2 separate regions of the Zea mays genome follow, and region 1 is linked to region 2. The links are chromatin contacts, called in public Hi-C maps. All regions are on one chromosome and are shown on one strand. The core of a region is the stretch at or near the end of the contact, and the rest is flanking DNA. Distances in the headings are between cores, read along the strand shown. Region 1 holds the start of LOC103639802 (L-type lectin-domain containing receptor kinase IX.1). Region 2 holds the start of LOC100281810 (hexose carrier protein HEX6).

Region 1 (4,683 bases), core at 967-3,466, 170 kb before region 2:
CACGATCGCCATTGCTTCAGACAGGAGACCGTGCGCAGGTGGCACGAACGTCGCGACCGGCATCTTCGCCGGCAGGATGGGCAGCGGCGCCTCGAGCCGCAGCACGTTGACGGCCTGCCTGATGGACGGCCTGAGGCTGCGGTCAGGATGCGCGCACCACAGCGCGGTGACCATGACGCGCTCCACCTCCGACCTGTCGAACTCGCCGCTCAGCCGCGCGTCCGCCGCGTCGACCACCCTGCCGCGGCCGTAGTGTTCCCAGACCCACCGCACCAGGTGCGTGTGCCCCGCCGTGGCTTCTGACCCTTGCTGCGTCTCTCGCAGGACCACGACCGGCCGCCGGCCGCAGGCGGTCTCGAGCGCCACCACTCCGAAGCTGTACACGTCGGACACGGCGCACGCGGTGCCAGTGACCATGCACTCCGGGTCCATGTAGCCCATGGTGCCGGCGAGCGCCGTCGTGTGGGACTCCCGGTCGTGGTCGACCAGCCTCGCCAGCCCGAAGTCGCCGAGCTTGGCGTTGAAGGACGCGTCCAGCACGACGTTGCTCGGCTTGATGTCACGGTGCACCACGCACTGCTCCCAGTCCTGGTGCAGGTACAGGAGCGCGGAGCCGATACCAAGCACGATCTCATGCCTCAGATGCCACGGCAGTACTTTGTCGTGGTTGTGGATATGAGTGTCGAGACTGCCGTTGGGCATGAACTCGTAGACGAGCAAGAGCTCGCCGCCGCCGTGGCACCAGCCGATGAGCTGCACCAGGTTGCGGTGCCTCAGCCGGCTTATGATCCTCACCTCGGAGATGTACTCCTTCCTCCCCTGCTTGGAGCCCTTGGACACCCTTTTTATGGCGACGTGAATGCCCATGTCCTTGAGGTAGCCGTGGTACACCGACCCAAAGCCTCCTTCGCCGAGCTTCTCCTCGTCGGAGAAGAAGCCCGTGGCCATGGCCAGCTCGCGGTAGCGGAACCTCCTCGGCCCTGTCCCTTTCTCAAATTCGTCTTGCAGGGGCTCCTCCTCGTCGTTGTAGTTGTAGTCACCATCAAACGCACGCAGTTCTTGTTCTCTCGCCTTTTGCCTGCGTCGCCGCCGCCGCAGCAGGAGCCAAATCGAGACGCCCGCGGAGACGATGAAGACTGCCGCAGAACTAACTGACACACCGGCCACCAGAGCTGCCGTCGGCGTGCGGTCAGGCAGAGGCGACGTGGTAGTTGATGGCAGCGGCGGTGGCGACGATGCTACTAGTGCCGGCGGCGGAATGGTGATGTCCAGCTTGTCCCCGACCCTGTAAGCCATATAGCAGCTATAGCCCTTGGCGGTGCCGTAGGTGTAGTTGGGGAGCGAGCTCGACAGGCCGGCGAGGAAACTCGTGAGGCATCTGGTGCACTCGCTGGCGTTAAGGTCCCTGGTGCACTGCACCAGCCCGTGCACGGGCACGGCGACCTGCTGGGCGCCGGCTCCCCGCGAGTCCTCCGCCTCCGCGGCGTACGCTTCGCTCCCGTTCGCCAGCCGCAGCGAGGAGACGGCAGCCTCGGCGGCGAGCCGCGCCATCAGCCTCCACCGCGTGGCGTTGAAGGCGGGCACGTCGGCGGCGGCGACGACGGAGTCCTTCTGCCAGACGTAGAACGCGACGTCGACGTCGGCGGCCGAGAAGAAGGGCTGGTCGGAGTAGCGCAGGAGGCAGACCTCGTCGTATAGGGCCTTCATCTCCCGGCCGAACGGGCACGCCTGCTGCACCCCGGCGGCCCCGGCCTCGAGGCAGGGGCGGCACGCGGTCCAGCTGGTGTCCGCGTAGCACATGGCGAGGCCGAACACCGTGCTGGGGTGCTCGCCGGCCGTGTCGACCTGGAAACCGCGGTTGGCGAGGGCGATCGAGGGGAGCTCGCCCATTAGCTTCACTAGGTTGACCTGGTACGGACTGCCGGTGCTGTAGTTTCCCGTCGTGGAGCAGTAAGGGTGGTAAGCCGTGTAGTAGTGCTGGACCTGGCCACACACCACAACTGCAGTAAGGGTGGCAAACGACGACATGACGGTGAAGATAAGGAAGCTCCGATGAAGAGCCATGGCGGCGGCTAATGAGCTAATGTTTGGATACTTGGATGGTCAATAACGTAAATTGCGAGGGCTCTCAAACCACTCCGGATCGCGTCTGATCATCGACGATCAGGTCATAAGTGGGTGATGGGTTTGTTTTTTTTTTTTTTTGGCCTTTTCGTTGGAGCGCAATAATGGGTACTATGTACTGCCGCTTTGGCATCTTGAACGTGTCAAAAGAAGAAATCACGCAGTTTACAATGTGAATTGGCTAATGTTCAGTAGACATGTTTTCTCGGTCCATTATTACCGGTTACTACTTCGAAAGTAGCAGTAAAACAACCTTTTATCATCGGTTGTTAACTTAAAAAATCTAAAAATGATTGATGGCCCTTAATTAAAAACCAACATTGAAGATCTATATCATTGTCGACTCAAGTTATGGGTTTAATATTATATAGTCTACCACCACACATGTTTTCCGCAATGATAATTATACAGTGCAAAATGTCACGACTTCTTTCATTCGTCCCATTATGACAACACTCATTCATGCCTCCTTTTTGGCATCAAGGGGCTGCAATGTTCTACTGATAACCCGCCATGACCATCGGACCACGTAGATTTTCTGGTCTACTTGGACTTAGCTGCTTTCGATCTAGGGTCTGTTTGGTTCGTGGCTAATTGTACCACATTTTGTCCAAGTTTAGTCATTCTAATTGAATAATCAACCTTAGACAGAAAAATTAAATAAAGTGTGACAAGTTAGACACCGAACCAAACAACCCTCTAGTACTTAGCCGGTGGCGCCGCCCAGGTTCTTTTTACTTTCGGGTTCCGGACGTTTTTTTTTTGCACCGGTCCTTTTTCTTCTTTTTTTTTTGGTTGTAATCATGTTGGCATCTTATGAATACAAAAGATACACAGCTCTCTCCTGTGTCTGTGTATTCGTGAAAAAAAAAGCAGTTAGTGCAAGGTTCAGCCAACCCCGTGCACCCATCTTCCATCAGCCTGGCTTAGGGCCTGTTTGTTTACCCCAATGGATTATATAATCTGGATTATTTTTGGAGGATTATATAATCTGGATTATATAATTTGGATTATATAATCTGAGTAGTCATGTTTGTTTACCCAGATTATCTGGCGTGTTTCTGTTGGGCGACGGGCTTCTCCGATCCGATAGGCGCAAAAACGATTCGGTAGATTATAATGGCAATGGTGGGTAATTTCTAGGAAACTTGAAAGGGTAGTGGGGAAGTGGGAAAAAAATAATCTGAAATAAGCACCTCCTCACTTGCTTATGGATTATCATAATTCAAGAGGTTAGATTATATAATCTGGGCAAATAAGCTAGACTGTTTGTTTGCCTCTTAGGATTATTTAATACAGATTATATAATCTGGGGGGTAAACAAACAGGCCCTTAATTTGGAGTCCTCTGCGAGAATATTGGATCTTGCTGCCAGTGCGTGCCGCATGTATGTACTCTGACCAGTTCAGCCACCCCCACCCATCTTCCATCAGCCTGGCTGTCCTGCAGGCCGCGGCGCGGCGCGGATGGATCGGCGGAGCGACCGAGCGAGTGCCTGCGCCTTTGAGCAGCTTGCTGTTCGGTGTCTTCGTCCGGTCGGGAGCTGATCCCTATGCAGCGCCTGTACACGCACGCACAGCAGAGAGAGAGAGAGACCGACCGATCGCGGCTCATCGACAACAGAAAAAAATTTGCAGTCCCTCGTAAAGAAAAAGGAGGATTGACCCCATTTGCAGGTCTATTAGATAACGTTTTAGTTGTGTTATTGTTACTACAGGTAGGATCAATTATTTTTTTGCGAGCGACTATAAACATTCTGGTTTACAATCGGGGTGTACCAAATTTTTTTCCTCCACAAATGGCGGCTGCACGCGCATCGGGACATGCATGCTGTGGCTTCGCTCGGGGCGCGCGAGCGGCAACCAGCACAGCACAGGCTTGGGCCGGCGCTTTGGCGCAAGCGAGACCGTCGCGGGCCGCGTAACCAAGAGCAGAGCAAAGCAGCAGGCAGAGTGTATATGGGCCGGCCTGAGCGGGCGACGATATAGTGGTCGAATCAGCGCACGCACGCAGTAGCGAGGACACAGAGAGAGAAAGAGCTTGGAGAATTGGGTGGGGGAGGGGATGGAGATGGGGCCTGTTTGGTTCAGCTTTTTTCTGACCAGCTTTTCCGAGAATCTAGCTGTGGAGAGAATCTGGCTGTGTAAAGAATCTGAGTATCATTAGGATTACGTGCGGAGGAAGATAAAGTTGTCCACGAGACTCAGGATCTACAAAGTGACGGATTACTACTATTACGACGACTCAACCGATTATATGTTTATGTTGATTTTGAATGATTTTTTACCCAAATGAATTTTATAGAAGCTGGCTGAAAAGCTGAGTGTTTGGGAGTCCGCAGCAGCTTTTGGTGACCAGAAGTTGCGAAAAGCCGAAACAAACAGGCACATGGTACGGCCACCCCATCTGGCATGTCGGGCGGCCACTGCATGCAGGCAGCACCATCACCCACATGAACCAATCATTGGGGGTGCTGTGCTGCGTCCGTGTCCACCCTGCCTCTCTGCCTGCATGCCACTAGACGGTTTTAAATGGATCGACAAATAGCAGTGGTAGTGG
Region 2 (4,932 bases), core at 980-3,479:
TAGTTGTCAAACAAGAGACTATAGTTTTAACAATAAGAATCATTCGTTTTTCCCTTTTTTCTAGAATCGAAAGGGGCCGAAATGAAATTGATCACGTATGAATAATCCAAGGATCTGTGAACTGACAGTAGGTAATAGTATAAGCGTTTTGGGAACAGGCCTCCAGCAGGTTCTTGTATATGTGCTGCGGTCTGACATCTTGTAGCTTGGGGCTGCATCTGCAACCTGCCAACCTGCATGGTTATGATGATCCTGCAATTTTCACTTGATGAATGAAGGCTCACAGAACTTGTCTGAATACTGTCTGTTTTCTTTCAAGTCACCTGAGGCCGTCTACTCTAGTTTGCTTGGCCTTCCTCACCTAGCTTCCTCAGGCCTAATCAAAGTTTATATAAGTTAGAGAAGCAATCCAGCTCGCAGGTCGGAATCGTTCCGACCCACCAATCCGACACAAACGAACAAGACCTCATATGGTTCTGTTCGTTGCATCCGCACTATAATTTCCCGCGCGCGCGCTCCTCGTCTATGTCGGGGTCCGACTCCGGCCCCACGACCCTGCTCCAGAACCAGTGCGCGCGCCACACCCCGGCCATCTGCTCGATGGGCACCCCCTTCGTCTCCGGCAGCAGGAGGTACACGAAGGCGGTCATGACGGCGAGCCACACGGCGAAGAAGAAGAAGATGCCGGCCTTCATGTGGCACAGCATGGACAGGAACGCCTGCGCCACGAACACGGTGAACGCGAAGCTCACCGCCACCGTGACGCTCTGCCCGGCGGCGCGCACCTCCAGCGGGAAGATCTCGCTGGGGACCAGCCACCCGAGGGGGCCCCAGGACCAGCCGAACCCGGCCACGTACACGGCGATGAGCAGGATGAGCACCCCCGCCCAGGCCTTCCCCACGCCGCCGCTGTCCCGCAGCTCCGCGGCCATGATGGCGCCGATCAGCACCTGCGACGCCAGCATCTGCGCGCCGCCGGCCAGGAACAGCGTGCGGCGCCCAAAGCGGTCCACGGCGAGCATGGACGCGGAGGTGGAGGCCACGCCCACGACGCCCGTCACCACCGCCGACAGCAGCGACGCGCTCTCGCCCATGCCGATGGTGCGCAGCAGCACCGGCGCGTAGAACGCGATCGCGTTGATCCCCGTCACCTGCTGAAAGAAAGGGATCGCCACCGCCATCACCAGCTGAGGGCGGTACCGCCGCTCCACGAGCAGCCGACGCAGGCCGCCCCCTCCGGCTCCGGCCGCAGACTCACCCGCGGCGACGATGTCGTCCAGCTCGTCGCCCACGTCGACGCCGGCACCGCGGACCTTCTGCAGCAGCCGCGCCACGTCGCGGCGGTCCCTGCCTTGCTGCACCAGGCTGCTGGGCGTCTCCGGGAGGAACAGCGCGCCGAGGGTGAGGAGCCCCGCGGGCACGGCGGCGAGCGCCAGCGACACGCGCCAGCCCCAGCCGCCGCCGATCTTCTCCGTGCCGAAGTTGATCACGTTCGCCGCCAGCGCGCCGACCCCGACGCTGAGCTGGAACCCGTTGCTGAACGCGCCGCGGAGCCGGGCCGGCGCCATCTCCGACAGGTACAGCGGCACGGCCTGGTTGGCGAAGCCGAGCCCGACGCCCAGCAGCACCCGCCCCAGGATCACCATGTAGACGTTCACCGACGCGCCGCCCACGGCCGCGCCCGCCAGGAACGCGGCGCCGCCCAGGACCATGGACGCCCTGCGGCCGCGCCCTGCCGTGACCCGCGACGCCAGGAACGTGGTCAGCAGGCCCGCCACGTACAGCGACGACGTGAAGGCTGTCAGCAGCTGGCTGTCGAACTTGCAGTAGTTGCTCACCCGCGTGTCGCCGCGCATCCGGCGGTACACGTCCGGGAAGAACCTGCGCAGGAACGGCTCCATCGACGACACGCCGCCTGCATGAGCGACAACGCGAGTGCCCGTTGTTCACACGTCAGTCAGTCATCGTGGAACATGGGATGACGGCGGCGACGACCTTGCTGCTACTTGCCGGCTGCCGCGCGCTCGTGGCATCCATTTTTTTTACCTGCGATCCCGATGTCGTAGCCGAAGATGACACCGCCCATGCCGGCGGTCATGCAGGACAGCACAACGAAGGCGGTGATCCTTCCGCCGTAGCGGCGGTCCTGGCCGCCCTCAGCGGCGACGACGCCGACCGCCATGGCTGATCTGATCAGTGATCAGACCAGACTACCAGAGCTGCTTGCTCGCAGTCGCAGTGAAGGGCAAGTGATCTTATCTTGTGGTAGCTGTGGAAGTGTTGGTATAGTAGGTGACTTGTAGCGGTCATGGTTGACTAACCGGATAGGAGATCCGATGTCGACCAATGCGACCATCTCGTCCTTGTTTGGACTTTGGACCACATGAACCATACCTTGATGACTTCCTTGAACAGAGTAGGAAATGGGCAGTGCAGCACAGAGACTGACAGAGGTGCCACTCAGCCGTTGCTATCTGCAAACGATTGGTGTGCTGACTAGTCTCTGCACATGATAATGCAGTACTATATTCTACAGGTTTTGCTGACTAATTGGAGGCTGATGCAGAATTGCAGACTGCCTCGTGTGCTTGTGCACTAGACTAGACAAACCAAGGTATCAGTAGTTTAGTTTTAGTCCTTGCTTGTTGCAACCAGACACGAGACCAACTTTTAGTCCAAGAGAATCTGGGCAGATTACTTGCTGCAACAAACTACCGCGCTCTGAATATTCGACTTCAAAGGCATTGGTTCTGGTGTTCGTGTTTGCTACCATCGCCGGTTTTTCATGTATTCTACATCCACGTAGCGCCGCTTCTACGGACTACACTGCATTTGTGATGTTAAGGTGGCGAAATTGATGTGGGAAACAAGAACAAATTGCCCAAGAGGCCAGGAACATCTGTAGCAATTATCAAACCACATGTGAGAAAAAGAGAGAGAGACAGACAAAGACTCTACTATTGAATCCAGTTATCTGAATACATGTATAAATGCATGAGTACACTGTGTGATGTATATCATTGTTGTATCTATGCAAGTATGCAACATTACGTGTGATACAAAGAGGATCAACATGTAAAAAGGCAATGGATATACATGTCCATTGATGCCAAATCCTCCGGCAAGTCTTCTGTACCCAGTACTCTATTGCTATTTTATTTTATCACAACCGGCAACGGACACACACTATCAGAATTACACTCACGGCAACACAGGTGATCCATGAGCCCGCAGCACAGGGGTCCAGTTCCTGTCATCGTCTGTCTGAACACCAGGGTCCAGGCTTATAGGTTTGAGAATGAACTAGGCAGCTTCGGTGCTCCCTCGAAAGCCCACGACGAGATAAGGTGGTGAGCAATGGCGTAGGGTCCTGGGACAAACATTGGAGCAGGCTCGCCGCTTCCAACTTTGAAGTCGGCAGAGGGGTTCTGCCCTTTCTCAGCGCCCTTGCAGATCTGATCGACCTTGGCAGCGCTTGTTCTCTGGGCTTTCTCGTATTCAGCAAACGTCAACGCTTTCTTGACGTCTTCGCGGTTGTGCCACTGGGCATCTGCATGCATAACAAAAGAATGGCATTTGAGATACAAGTTGAAGCTTTGTGGCCATCCATGCTCTAAAAAGGGTCAGCAAAGTAAGCCCCATTTTCAGGGTGTATAACCTGCACATAATCTTTTGTAAAATATCAAGTTTCATGCATCAACCAGCTTAAGAGTGTTGCCAAAGGGTTGCGCAGTAGACGCATACATCAGCACACTATGTCGTAGCAGAGGAAGAAAATAATAATAGCAAGACCAAACAATTATGTAGGAACAGGAAGAGAAGTTAATGGAATGCAAGTCAAAAGAAACAGCCTTGGATTCCTAATGAAGTGTCAAAAATCACCTTCAAGCTCCTGCTTGTCCACGTTTATCTCCAATGATTTAGCATAAGCAAAGAAGCCCACCATCAGTTGACACGGCATAGTATTTGGCCCAACTGATACAGTACAAGAAGACAGTTTTACGTGCAGAATACATAGCAACTGATAACAAAAGCACTTAAACCACTGTGTAAACACTACTATATTTTGGACATGAAAGTACAATTGTAATCTTCCAGTAGTATTTTCTCTACTGTTTTTCCTCTGAAAACAATGACAAGATAATTACCAGGCCATGGTTGAGAACTGTGATAAACGACTTGCCCAACTTCGATACCAGTTTCCTCCCATGTTTCTCGTCTCACTGCCTCTTCCAGGCTTTCTCCTGGCTACAAACATAACAGATGTAATGTATATAAGCTTGTAATGATGTTTATACTTATAAAGAAGACAGTCATCTTGTTAGCTACAATACAGACAACATGCTAGCTTTGCACTGAGGATAAGCATCCGGTGATATTTAACAAGAAATAAGCTCTCTTTTAGTTTCAGAAAAAGGAATCATTATACATAGGAAAATCAGTAATTTCATGGTTACAGAAGGGATGCTGTTCATTTTGAAAATCAGACCAATCTTTTGAACCCAATACTAGCTATAGCTACTCGGTTAAGATCAAGCGGAACATTTTATGTACATGAAATATTGGATATTTAAAAATCACTCACCATGTGTGGCAGGTCAGACACTCAGTTCTCATGCATATAGAGTTCAGTTGTTTTATACATGAAAGGTTATTTCCCCTTGCAGTTAAAATTAAATTTGAATATTGTAGCCAGCATTATTGATGTGGCAGTGCAAACTTGTTATGAGCTTATCTAACCAGGTCATTCCAGTATGCTGCATTCATTATTTGAACTACTTATCAGTAAAATAGTTGTGTTTTTTAAGATCAAAATCATTTTGTTCTGTTTTTTGGAAACGTGGACAACTGAAATTTACTCTTGATGTTTGTGTCTCCTTCCATCTAACCTCATTCAAAATCAGTTTAAGAAGAAAAAGTGACAATAATAGA

The links. A called contact is a pair of places that touch in the nucleus more often than the background predicts.
Region 1: a Hi-C map of tassel shows a contact between it and region 2, with 2.1 times the contacts expected there. The contact joins the promoter of LOC103639802 here to the promoter of LOC100281810 in region 2. A contact is called at or near these places in 3 of 25 Hi-C or Micro-C datasets (bundle sheath, root tip and tassel).

What each region holds. Positions count from the first base shown.
Region 1 is chr9:22,767,687-22,772,369 of Zm-B73-REFERENCE-NAM-5.0, reverse strand. It overlaps LOC103639802 (L-type lectin-domain containing receptor kinase IX.1), which reads right to left and starts at 2,216. Exons shown (of 1, transcript XM_008662509.2): 1 at 1-2,216. The coding sequence starts at 2,064.
Region 2 is chr9:22,601,407-22,606,338 of Zm-B73-REFERENCE-NAM-5.0, reverse strand. It overlaps LOC100281810 (hexose carrier protein HEX6), which reads right to left and starts at 2,229. Exons shown (of 2, transcript NM_001353192.1): 1 at 2,047-2,229; 2 at 296-1,915. The coding sequence starts at 2,182. The coding sequence ends at 495. LOC100283048 (hydrolase, NUDIX family protein) reads right to left here. Exons shown (of 6, transcript NM_001155950.2): 4 at 4,149-4,248; 5 at 3,883-3,975; 6 at 2,902-3,550. The coding sequence ends at 3,285.